2 separate regions of the Mus musculus genome follow, and region 1 is linked to region 2. The links are chromatin contacts, called in public Hi-C maps. All regions are on one chromosome and are shown on one strand. The core of a region is the stretch at or near the end of the contact, and the rest is flanking DNA. Distances in the headings are between cores, read along the strand shown. Region 1 has its middle 23 kb from the start of Gm45999. Region 2 has its middle 97 kb from the start of Gm34282.

The links. Hi-C and Micro-C count contacts between places; a contact is called where the count stands out from the background.
Region 1: a contact with region 2 is called in a Hi-C map of the N1E-115 cell line, with 3 times the contacts expected there. The contact joins two enhancer-like sites. A contact is called at or near these places in 24 of 484 Hi-C or Micro-C datasets (the AML12 cell line, the HL-1 cell line, the MC3T3-E1 cell line and 19 more) and 1 of 115 datasets of contacts at active chromatin or transcription factors (stem cell-derived neural progenitor cells).

What each region holds. Positions count from the first base shown.
Region 1 is chr7:115,371,681-115,378,162 of GRCm38.p6, reverse strand. No RefSeq gene overlaps it. Among named protein-coding and RNA genes, the nearest start is that of Gm45999, 23 kb to the left of the region's middle. Within about 2 kb of position 3,887, at least 15 of the 459 cell types and tissues checked have an H3K27ac peak or open chromatin away from gene starts, as enhancers often do. A contact at or near this core is called in the N1E-115 cell line, where this site is marked.
Region 2 is chr7:115,225,815-115,232,552 of GRCm38.p6, reverse strand. No RefSeq gene overlaps it. Among named protein-coding and RNA genes, the nearest start is that of Gm34282, 97 kb to the right of the region's middle. Within about 2 kb of position 1,887, at least 6 of the 459 cell types and tissues checked have an H3K27ac peak or open chromatin away from gene starts, as enhancers often do. A contact at or near this core is called in the N1E-115 cell line, where this site is marked.

The DNA.
Region 1 (6,482 bases), core at 2,638-5,137, 140 kb before region 2:
AGTTGTCCAGTGCCTGACATAAGCAAGTTCCCTGTATCAGTTGATTGGTTGCATTCTTTTGATGATTTACTATCTCACTCATTTCATACTGGTTTGCTGAGGGCAAGTTAAACACAATTTCTATTGCCACAGTTACCCTTAAGCAGTACCAGTACTTGGGAGACCCTCCTTAATTGTTGAATTTTTCTGAAGTAAAATCAAGATCTTAATCAAATTTTAAGGTGCTAGGCAATATTTTTTTGGTATTATAATTCCTGGTTCTACAGGAGTTTATTGGCTATGATACCCCTGGGGTTTTCTTAAGTCTGATGCTCTTGCTGGGGGTGATGAGACTTTGATTATCCTTTGTCTAGTGTGCCCATGACTATCTCATCATCAATGTTCTCTAGGCTTGGTTCTTACTTTCCTGGCTTGTGCTGTGCAAATAGGTTCTGCTCCACACAGATCTATTGAGTTTCCTCTACAAGAGCGACCCTAGGCTTAGAGAAGATGTGCCAGGAAACAGAATCAGACTCCTCTGCCATGTTCGGCCTAAGACTATATGGAAGCAGATGCATCTACTCATGTCTAGCCTTAGACTATATGGAAGCAGATGCATCTACTCATGTCTAGCCTTAGACTATATGGAAGCAGATGCATCTACTCACGCCTGAGCACTCACTTCTGCTCTGGCCATCACAGTAGCGGAACTCCTAACCTATCCTGGTTATTAGGGTCATTTAGACAGTGACGGAGGTACTACAGGCTTTCTCTTTCCTTTACAGTTGATGATTGAACATCCTGAACTATCTGCCTATTCTCTCATCTGCCCTGAAGGACCTTGTATGACACAGCAAACAATGAAGATAACTCATAAAGGAAGATGGAAGGGATGGGAGACTTGAGCTCTTATGTTAACTGGCCTATCTCAAACAAGATAAACTTAGTCTGTTCTAGAATTCTTTATGATGCCACATAAAATCAGCTGAAATCCTCTCCTTTTGAAAAGCTCAAGAAATAAAGGACCCCAAAGCTATAGGTCCCATAGGGATCTTGAGCAGGGCTCTTCCTATCTGTCTTGTTGACATCCTGGTCCCTAATGAGGTCATCTGAACATCTGTAGCATATCTGCCCAAAGCCAGTTGACTGGAAATAAAATTAGTCACTGTCAGCAGAGTGTCTCTTCCCCCTTTCTCTGGAGTCTGTGTTTTTGGTGCCACTCCTACACAGCTCAGAGGTCCTTGGGCTCTGGACATCAAAGGAAGTGATAGAGTGTCCAGCAATGCCCTGGCCAGGAAGTTTGTTAGCCTTCTGACTCCCAAACTTTCAGATATAGAAGATCCCTTGTATTCATCCCTTCCTGTAAGTTACAAATGACCAAGTCTCAAAACGTAAATCACCATTTAAGTTACAATTCAGTCAATAGTGCTAATAACAAGGAACAGATATAATTTGAAACCAGACATTTCAGTTAGACTGAGTGAGCTTAACTGCAACAGAAGAAGCTTTTCCATTGTGGTTTTGTTTGTTTATTTGTTTGTTTTGCTTTGTGAAAAGACAGGGTTTGGAAAATTACTAGCAATTTCTTTTTTGTTTAGAAAATTGTAATGCGTGGACTAGACTAGGATATCTTTGACTTTGATTACCCTGAACTGGGAGCTTGGTAGATGCCTTGTGTGCTACTGTTTTTGCTCACTTGCTATTTTAATTTCTTAGATACAGAATTCTGAGCCAGAAGACAGTTGAACAATCCTTGCGTGTCTAGCCACGAACAGCTTCATATTCCACAGGCTGAGATTCATCCTCAGGCCCTCAGTGGACTCACAGCAGTGACCTGGAACGTCTGAACTGGAGTTTTTGGGGGTGGTTTCTAGCTATTGCAGAAGTGTTGAAAGATGCCAAAACCCTTCCCCCAAGTCATATCAACCTCAGGAAGTCTCTGGTGTGCCTACCCTGGCCAGGCTTGGGTCTAGAAAGAGCTGCAGGGTACAGTTGTTTTGAAAGGAAATGTCTAGATTCTCTTCCATGTGTGTACATATATGTGCTTATGTGTTGATGTGGCTGTGCATGCGTTTACAGGTGTGTGCCTGTGTGTGTGTGTGTGCTTGTGTGTGTGTTTATACCCAGGGTATGTTCTTGGTTTTACTATTTCCAGCAGCAGGGGACATCAGGAGAATACACTGTGACTTCCTAGAAACTCATGCTGTACAGACCATAAGCCACCATCCTTTCAGAAATGGGGACACTACTGGCCAGGAGTAGCTGCACAGCAGACAGGCAGGAAGACATTCTCAGCATATCAGGTCCCAAAGCCTGTGATTTCACAACTTCCTAGAGTGGCAGAGGAAGCTGGGCCCTCCGTGACAGTTGAGCCCAATTTCCTCAGTGTGCAAGTAGGGAAACTGAGGCTCTGAAAGCACATGTCCTCACTCCGAATTACAATGAGCAGCAAAGAGAACCAGGCTTAGAAGCCATGACTGTCGATCCTGATGATTCTAATATACCTAAAAGACTTGAGTGAGCATCAGAGCCTTTGGATTCATTCATTCATCTGCTCACTCATCCAACCCAGATTCCTCATTGGAAATGAAGACTCTTCCCAAGACTCACACACCATCTCCCCAATTGCTGTCTTATCTAAAACAGACAGCCTGTTTCTCAATACGTATTTAGACTGCTTTGCCCTGACATCACATCTTTATTCTATAATATATTTAGTTCTCTGTCATCTCAACTAGAATTAAGACTCACAGAGGCAAAGGCTTGAGTTTTCTTTTTCCTTTCTTTTTTTTTTTTCACTTCTTTTATTGGATATTTCCTTTATTTACATTATTTACATTTCAAATGTTATTTCCTTTCCCAGTTTTCCCTCTGGAAACCTCCTCCCCCACCCCTCCCCCTTCTTCTATGAGGATGCTCCACTACCTCCCCACCCACTCCCACCTCCCCCCACCTGGCACTCCCCTACACTGGGGCATTGAGCCTTCTTCACAGGACCAAGGACCTCTCCTCCCATTGATGTCCGACAAGGCCATCCTCTGCTACATATGCAGCTGGAGTCATGGTTTGCTCCATGAGTAGTGTACTCTTTGGTTGGTAGTTTAGTCCCTGGGGTATCTGGTTGGTTGATATTATTGCTCTTCCTATGGGGTTGCAAACCCCTTCAGCTCCCTCAGTCTTTTCTCTAACTCCTCCATTGGGGACCCTGTGCTCAGTCCAATGGTTGGCTGCAAGCATCCGTCTCTGTATTTTTCAGGCACTAGCAGAGCCTCTCAGGAGACAGCTATATCAGGCTCCTGTCAGCAAGCACTTCTTGGCATCCACAATAGTGTCTGGGTTTGGTGACTGTATACGGGATAGATCCCCAGATGGGGCAGTCAAGAAGTATCCTTAGTGTCTGAAACAATGATCACAAAAATATGCATTCTATAGAACTTGTTGAATGAATGAATGGATGGATGGATGGATGGATGAGTTAGTGAGGATCTGCCAAGGGGAGATCCAATCTTTTGAAGAATGACATGCCTTAGTGGCTGTGGCAGATTCTAGAACAGCAGAAGGGAACATGTACACTGGGTAGATGATCGGCTGTGTGTGCTGCTGTGTCATGGCAGCACGTGATAACAACAGTCACTGGGAACTTTGAGGAAAGTTTAGATACCCCTCTGTTTTGTTTCCATGAAGTAGCCAGCAAGACAGTCTGCTAGGGTCCAAAGAGTCTCCTTTCCAGACCCCTCTTAGGGAGCGAAGCCAAGGAATGAATTGAGACTTCCTGGGGCAGCAGGAACTTGGGGCTGAGCTCCATTTGTTATCTCCGCCAATGACAGGCTGCTCTCCAGTGATGTCATCTGAGCCTCTGCAGACCTTTCTGCCAGGAGCCCACTAACTGGAAATGACATCAGCCCCCAGCAAAGTGACTTGTGCTCTCAGCAGACACGTCCCGCTGATCCCTGTCTGGGGCTCATCTCCCCGCCTACCTGGAAGGCTTCTGCCTGGCACTTTGGCAAACAAAGAGGCATTTGAGAGGGAATTAAACTGACTTTAACAGATAGCCCCAAAGTGTTTCCCAACACATTGATGCTCACATTGAATTATAGGTGCTAATAAAGCTGTCACAGCCTTGGCATAGGAGCCAAACCCAAGCTGAAAGGTCCCTGGGAAATGATGAGAATTCCGCAGGGCCTGCAAAGTCACTACTTGGCCCAGCAGGAGATTCAAATACGCAGTACCAGGCCAGGAAAGAGCTGAAGTCACCCATCCAGCCCCACTCCCTGCTGACTGCCCCCACGGTTCTTATGGCCCTCCAGCAGGAGGCAGCTTTGCTCAGGTTCTCTCCCATTGGCAGGAAACTGTCTCTCCAGATACAATAACTGCATTTTCATTGACCAAGCCTGGTACTCTTCAACTCCTCTCTGGTTTTCATCGTTACCTCATTCTGGTAGGTAAGGGTCCTTTGGTCACCCTCCCTCATGGCCACAGCCACAGTCTTGTCAGCAGTGGCTGATATCCACTATTTATCTGAAACATGGGGCTGGATTCTTAAACACGTGAGTGACAGGTGTTTAAGTCAATCTGGTTTAAGTATGAAATCAATGAGAATATTTCTCCCCTAGGTCAAGTGCCGAGGAGACACACATATTTACAAAATCAATCATTGGCCTCTACACTGAAGAGTGAAGGCAACCAACATCCAGGATGTGTCACCTGAAGGTGCAGCTGGAGCAAGGACTCCATATGAGGCTGAGAATTTGTCTCCTTTTATCTCCCAGAGTGACATTTGTTTGTGGTGCCTCCTTCTCAGGGTAATTCAGTCCCACTCGCATGAATAGCCCTTGACCCCAGCAGCCCAGCAAGGCCAGTAGAAAGAGTTTCTCTTCTGTAGCCTTTCAGAGAAAGCTTATTTGTGAGGCTTCTTGGGTCACCTCGAAGCATACATCTTGCCCTCAATCAGTCACCCGGACACAGGAGTGAAGCCCTCTCATTGGCTGAGCTGGAGACTATGTGTTTCTCCTATGGCTAGATGGGGGTAGGATTCATCTCATTCAAGCCAGGTTAACTAAGAGTCTGGCAGCAGGGACTCCTCAGCTGGTGTGAACATTGCTACCTGCTGTGTTTTGGATATAAACTTCTTTGATGGTAGACAGTGTGGAGCCTTAGGAAGTAGATGGAGCCCTGCTTGAGGGAGTGGGTCACCAGGAGGGCCTGGAGGGTTCATTGTCCAGTCCTACTTCCTGTCTGCTCTCTGTCTCCTGACTACAGATATAGAATCTGTCTACAGATATAGAATACACACACACACACACACACACACACACACACACACACACACACACACACACACACAGAGAGAGAGAGAGAGAGAGAGAGAGAGAGAGAGAGAGCTGCCTCACAGCCCTGCTCCCATGCCTTCCTCTGTATAACAGACTGCATCCCTTCCTAAACCACAAGTCAAAATGAACCCTTTCTTAGGTTGCAGTCTTGTCCCAGCAATGAGAAAAGTGACTGCCATACTACCCAAAGAAGAAGGCTTAAAGGTGAAGCTATAAAAGCCGGTCCTTGTTGCTTTTCCTGCAAACTCTTGTACTTTTTCAGGATTTCTGCTTTAACCTCCTGTGCCCTTCCTTATGACGTTTGACCTGGAGAAATTGCCTTCCCAGGGCCAGACTTCGCTTCCCCATCAGAAGCATAGGGTTCAGTCTTGCCTTTGCTTGACACCACTACCACACTTTTCCTAAGGTTCGAGACTCTTCCTGTGCTCATCAAGGCTGACTTCTCCCCAGTTCTCCTGACCTTGGCCTTGGGAAGGATGAGAAAATCTGCAGAGATGAACTAGATAGACTCAGAAGAAAGAGCAGCAGAATCCACTGTGTCTCAGAATCTCGAAAAGAAGTATTCCATAGATGCTGACCACCATAGTGCCTCCCATCTGTCCGGTTGCTGCCCTTGGCATGTGTTCCCATGTCATAGCATTGCTTCAAGCTTTGAGAGGTTTCTATGTGTGTGTGTGGGGGGGGGGCAGGGCGGGGGCGGCTGGTTCAGAAAGTCATGCTAAACCACACCTGAGTGTCCTGACTCCCCTTCCTCCCTAGTTTTCCTACTTGTGGTAGTGAGTAGACGTGCATTTCACGGCCCCCTCAAGCATCTTACAGAGACACCATTATTGCTTTATTTGATGATGTGTAGCCTGAGGCACAGCAACCTAAGTGGCTTGTTCTTCTCTGGGCTTTATCTAACTTTTATATTCTCTTTATCTGCTCTCTCAAAAACTGTGTACATCTTTTATTTAAATTTACTCCCTTGTTTTAGGTAGAGAGAGAGAGAGAGAGAGAGAGAGAGAGAGAGAGAGAGAGAGAGAGAGAGATTTTCAGCTATTCAGCCCAGGGTACACAAACCTGAATGTATATCCTGACATTTGTGGCCCCTGTTTCACGGAATTCCAGTTGGTAGATGTCCCCACACATTGAGGCTAACCCATGGAAGTTCTTAGAGGAAGGGGCAATAAC
Region 2 (6,738 bases), core at 638-3,137:
GAATCCAATGCAGTGCCTAGTTCAGTCTATAGTCAGGGTGATGTGTGTCATGGCGGGCATGTGGAGGTCAGAGGACAACTTTCTGGTGTCACTCTCTCAATCCCTTTGCTTGTATGGTAGATGCTTTATACACTGACCCATCTTCCCTGCCCTTCAGAGAGTTTTTAACACACAGCACTTCCTGGAGGATTGCCACCAAGCCACAGTGTGCCACTGGGCAGTCTTTCTCCACAAAAATCAGAGGCTTGACATGTCTCTCCCCTCAGTTTTCCCAGAACAGCCAGACCTGAGTGTGTCTCAGTGTCAACAGTAGATAACATCCCACCTCCTTCCTCATTTACCCCAAGAAATCAACCTGAAGCAGCCCTGCCAGCTGATCCTCTGGGTATACAATGAGAGAATGGGGTAGGAGGGAGATGGGGTTGGAATATATGGAGTGGGATCTAGAAACAGACCCGCTTCCCATGACTTCCAAGGGAACACACTAATCAATGAGAACAAGCTGTCTTTAAGCCCTGGTGATTTCATAAAGTCTTCCCTGTGTCAGAGACATAGAGGATCTTTTGCAATAGTTTTTTAGATACTAGGTTATTCCCACCTTCTAATTCTGATACTTGAACTAGAAGCAACACAGGTTGCCCCCACTCTCAGACCATTGATCTGGCACATGCTTGGCCTAGCTGCAAAGGAGGCCAGGAAGTGGAGTGGAAACATGTGGGTATTCAAAGAGGATTGCTTGCCTCTATCTTCTTAGTCATACTCTGCTGTCTCCTGATGGGTAGACTGAACTGAGAAAGGACTGAAAGTCCCAGTGGAGACAGCCAATGTCAGGGATGATGGATGGAGCAGAGAACCTAGTCCAACTAAGTCAACCTTTGACTTTCAAATCTTACACTTGATATCTGTGCCTCACACTGTTTCTATGACTATGAAATCTATATTCTCCTAGTGTGCATATATCCCAGCCTCTCACTGGGAAGTGCAGTTGCTGTTATGGCCTGACAGTGGTTAAGATGCCTAGTCTGTGTCACTGTCTGAAGTCAGTGTCCCCTATCAATACTTATCATTCAGAGGCCCTGTCAAGTGGTGACTGAAAGGATAAGCAAAGTTGTGCCCTGCTTGAGAAACCATCTTAAGGTGCTCATGTCCAAGGACTTCCACCGAGGGCTAACCCTGGAAGAGCCAGGACTCTCGCAGGCAGTATGCTTGCCTCTCTTCTGGGTTGGTTTTGTCAGTGAGTTTCTCTGTCCTAGCATAGTGATCTTATCACAGCAGATTAAAAATGAGAATGGGCTCATAAAATATACATTATGGTCTCTCATGGGCTCATAAAACCAGATAAATGCTCTGCTCCGGAGAATCCTAGATGGAGCTTACACTCCTCTCTCTCTCCATAATGGAATTGTCAACAGAAGATAATTGGAGTTAAAAAAAAATCCTGTCACTTGTATGGTTCAACTTAATGCAATGATTGTCTGACCCTAAGGCTGCCCAGAGGAAAAGCACGTCACACCAGAGGCAGCTTGGTCTTTTTTTTTTTTTTAACTTCAGATAGCTGTTCTATGTCTTCCATGAGGGTTGGAGCAAAGCTATCAAAAGAAATCTTGTTTCTAGATGGTTCCAACTGCCTTCCCAACGATACCTGATGACTCTTTAGCACTTGAGTTCAGTTAGTAGCCAGGCTTGGCATAAATCTGTGCCCAGCACTGGTGAGCATCATGTTAGACACTTTTTCTTACTGCTGTGACAAGACGTCTGGCAAGAGCAACTGAAGGAAGGAAGGGAGATTTGTTTGGACTCACAGCTGGAGGGGACAGTCTACTATGGTGGGGAAGACATGGCAGCAGGCGCCTGAGACAGCTGGCCATTTGTCCAGAGTCAGGAAGCATGGAAAGATAAATACTAGTGCTCAGCTGTCTTGATGGGTGAACGGTGACAGCTGTATTCAGGATGGGCCTCTTTGCTCACGTAACTATTTCCGGACACACCTACATAGACATATGCAGAGGAGCCATTCCTATGAAGATTCTCAGTCCAGTTCTCTAGACAGTGAAGATTAACCACTCCAGATGTCTTTCTGAGAATTACCATGATGGAGAGAGAGACAGAGACAGAGGCAGAGAGACAAAGACAGAGAGTAGCTCACACAGGTCAGCCTTGCCTTGCCTCTCTGTTCTTAGATAAGGAGGACTGAAGATGCTGGTCTTGAGCAATGAGTCTCATTCTTGACGGTCTGATTCTGAACAAGCTGAACACCTTGTATCCCAAGCTTGACAAACACCTCCATCCCCACTCTGTCTGAGTCCTTAAATCACTATATACCCTTAGAGAAGGAAGACCATCTATTGGATTCTCAGTTATGGAAATCCTGCTTCGGCTTAACCCAGTCCAGGTACCAGCCTCTTTTCAGCCTATTTTACCCCTGAAAGCTCACTTCTGAGGGGTCCTGCCTTCTGCCTACTGTGAGAATAAGTCTTCCATTCCCTTACTTGTCTATACTCATGAAGTTCTGACTGTTGTGGGCCTACAGAGCCCTGAGTCATATCGTAGTACAGACAGCAAGAGGGAAGGCCCTTCATAGGAGCTTCACTATCTTCATCGGGCTGAGTGTGTCTTGGCTAATGTGGATACTAACCTGGAGTTCTACACTGCTAGAAGACACATTCTTCCTGAACAGTAATACTTGTTCCGTGTTTACAGACTGGACTGAAGGTGGCCGACTCTCTTCTCACTAACCTCTGTGTCTTCCTAGATCTAAAACGTGGTCAGCACTTATACAAACCATCCTTCCAGCCTGCCCACTTGCCTATAAACTACAACATTCAATCTGAGGCTTCGTGCTACAGCATTGCACACAGATCATTAATGTACCCCCAGTTACACGTTAGTGTCAGGGTTTACCCACTCATTTACCCCAGATTAAACTTGGCAGAGAACAAGGACTACTTTTGACCAATATCTGGAACAAAGTATGGGATAAGTAAGGATGCACAGAGTTTTGCAATGAGTGTACACACACACACACACACACACACACACACACACACATGCATAGCCTGCTTGTAAGCAGGCGAGGCCTCGGCCATGTGCCGTGGCTGTTTTCCCACACACAGTACAGGGTGACTCACTGATTCTGTGACCTCCTGGGATGGGCTCTAAAACACAACTGAGACAGAATAAATGTCTGCTGGTTCTGTTTTGACTGGTGACAAGAGTTGCGAGCTGATTAATACATTTAAAGTGGGGATCAATTTGTCTTTTCACATCCTCTTATCCTGATTGTAATGAGTAGATCTTTTAACATAATGAAAACTGCATATTTCACTCAAATTCACAGTTTTGCATTCCAGAGGAGATGGCATGCTGCTTTTTAGTTAACGTTAAAATGAGGTGTACACTCTCATCTGGAGAGGATAGGGAAGATGATGAGCTACTGCTCTGCTTAAAGACCAGGAGTATCGCATTGTGTCCTCGGATCAGGCTCTGAACATTGGTTCCTAGAATTATAGCATGGCAGAGCACCTTTTCAGCCAATTTGCCTTTCTGTCTTTTGCCCAGACCATGGCTGGCCTAACATCAGCTCAGACAGGAGGCTTTCTAGCTTTGACTTGGATATTCCCCAAAGACATCAAGCTGGAGCTCGCCATTGTCATTTTAATTTTCCAGGACTCAAGCACTAAATTATTGTATTGGTCCAACATCAATCTCTGTCCTATTTTGATTTCTGTGGACCTACCTTTGCATTTCCTACTTCTGTATCTCCTCCACTTTACTCCTTTTTAAACGTTAAATATATATATATATATATATATATATATATATATATTTTTTTTTTTTTTTTTCTGGAAAGTGTCTACAATCATAGCAACAACCTGTAGTTGTGCAGGATCTGAAGGCTGACTGGATGTCATCATACACAGAGTCAGACTCCAATGAGTGGATTCCTGTCGGCTCTCTGGTGATGCTGCTTTCTTGCCTCAGAAGGGCCTGATGCTACGGATATAAGGTCTTGTCTGGTCTGCACACCTTTCTGCCCCCAGAACTTGCCTGGCACACAGTACATACTGAGTTAATAAACATGTGTGAAGAGCTGCAGGTATTTTATCAACTATCTGCACTGCTGCCCATGACTTGTTCTGCAGACGAATCTCTCCATGAAGCAAAAAACAGGGGTGAGGGGGCAAGCATAGACAAAGAGACATGCACTGTCTTCTCTGGTGTGTCAGAGAAGCCCAGGAGCTGTGAAGAGGCTGTGCTTTGCCATGGGGACCATAAAAGTGAAAGAAACAAGAAAAATAAAGGAAAGAAAAATGTACAGAGACTGAGCAGAGATGGGAAGTGGAGAGTGTGAGGACTGGCCTGCCCTGTCACTCAGCAGTCCCATTGGCCCAGCCACACCTCTGATCAGGACACCCAGGAGGTGATCTGGTCTCTTCTCTTTACACACACACACAGACACACACACACACACACACACACACACACACACACATAAACACACACACACACACACACACACACACACACACACACAGAGAGAGAGAGGGAGAGAGAGAGAGAGAGAGAGAGAGAGAGAGAGAGAGAGAGTTCCAGCAGCCTAGAGCATTGCAGAAGAGTTTCTTTCCTGGTAAACAAGCCTTTCCAACCCAATCAAGGTGGATAAGAAAACTGCATCATCCTCATATAATAAGCTTTGCAGAGATAGAGAGTTGCTCAGAGGTGCATGGGGTAGGGGTGGGCCCCCAAGCCAAACAGACAGGAGTAGGAGGGTTGGAAGCACTGTTAGTTTCCAGCTATGTTCTAACCCACTGCCCTCTCACCCAGGCTTTGTCTGTATGGTCAACATAGGGCACCTTGCCCCCTTGCTTATCCACCCCCAACACTGTGCATCTTGCTTTCAACAAAAGAAACAGTAGCTATGGGTAAGCCAGTTGTAGCAGAGCAGTGGGAACCCAAACCAAGAGGAATTCACTCTCCATAAATTATGCTTTAATAGATGTCAATTATTAATTCCTAAATAAATATTTGTTAATATTCAAAAGAGTTTGCCTACTAAGAAAAACTCAGGCTACACAGAATAATTAGTGCTTCTCACTGTGTGTGATGGCTGTGGCCCATGATTCCATTTTCCCCCTCCTGTTCAGAGTCTTTATTTTTTTTTTCCCTGAAGTGTGAATGCCTGAACGTGTGGGGTTTCCTGGGGAGTGTTAGCTTGCTCTCCATGGGGACAGTTTGGGCTTAAGGTGTTTGCACAGAAAGGGTGCAAGAGGCAGCCTGCTCCCTGGGAGTGTCTGTGCTGGCCCCTGGTTCTCTTTCTATTTTTGTATAGTTAGTGAGTTTATGAAGAATGGAAGCAGTTGTATGTCTAGAGAGAAAATTGTAGAACAAGAAAAAAGGCAAACCTGGGAGCTTAGGAAATGTACTCTCTGGTTTATGAAAGGCCCATGATAATGTATTAGTATCAGTTTGGGGATTCCTGGAGAGAAGGAAAGGCATAGATGGGCATCATCAAAAGAGAGTGCATTGGTCTCTGGGGTTCACGGGATGAGCTGACTGATGCTGAGGGCAATATGAAGTGTTCCTGGCCCAGGGAGATTGAAACAGTCCACAACAGAGTTCAACTGAATGATAGGAGGACTTGGAGAAGCTGAAAAGCCCATTAAGTCAGAGGCAAGGAGATGAAGAAATGTGTGCAGGAAATAGAATTTGAAATAGCTTGGTGGATGGGTTGGGTTGTAATGGACAAAGATGGCTTGACATTTAGGTCTTAAATGGGCATTCGTTCATCTGCTTATCATATAAGATATATTAATTTAAAGCATCTGGTAGGTGTTGGGCATAGTCTAAATGCTGGTGATATTAAAAATGAACATACTAAACCATCACCAACAATAGTAACAATAAAAAAATGCATCTATAAACTCCCTTCTACTGAGCCTACATCAGATCCATTCAGGAATCAATTGGTTACCCCTACAACAATTGTGCCTTTATGGAGCCAGTATGCATCTCTTCCCTGGAAAATTGTAGCTGTAGCATGTAATGTGTAAAGTTGTGGGAGGCCATTGCTGCCTTTTCTTCTCCAGTGTCTCTCTTTGTGTTTCCAGAAAGAGTAGCTTGTGCCTCTCAGATTACCTGCTTGTATCACTGGACTGCGTGCTCTGAGTATGTGCACATTCATTGAAGGGATTCAGGAATTCTGTACGCAGATCCTGAAGAAGAAGGGGTTGGCTAATCTCCATTTCTCCCAGATTTCTCATATTGACATCCCATGCAGTGAAATCAGCAGCTCTCACATGTACCTTTGAGCATTATTATGAGCATAATGAGAACCCCTGTTCAGTAGTGCTTGTTTTTTACTTTAAAGGGAAAGGACACAAGTAGACTCACCCAGCCTCCTCCAGAAGCACATATTCCTGTCCATCTTCTGTATGCTTCTTCCCACCTTCAAACTACTGGGAGAAAAGCAAAGAGTGGGGGAAGCTGAGTTAGTAGTCTAAGAAACAAAACAAAAACAAGTAAACAAATGAAAGCAAGGCTGAGCCTTGACTTTGCTGTACCCCAGGGTCCCATCATTCCCTATGTTTACTTTTATTTTGTAACTCCATGATGGGCTCCGTTTTTGCTTTCCTTTTGGAAAAATCTTTCCCCAGATGATATGTCATGTGTTAGTGAACAAGGATCATGGTGCACATGGGGCCAGTGTAATGATGGCAAGGACGTCATACCTTGATTGTG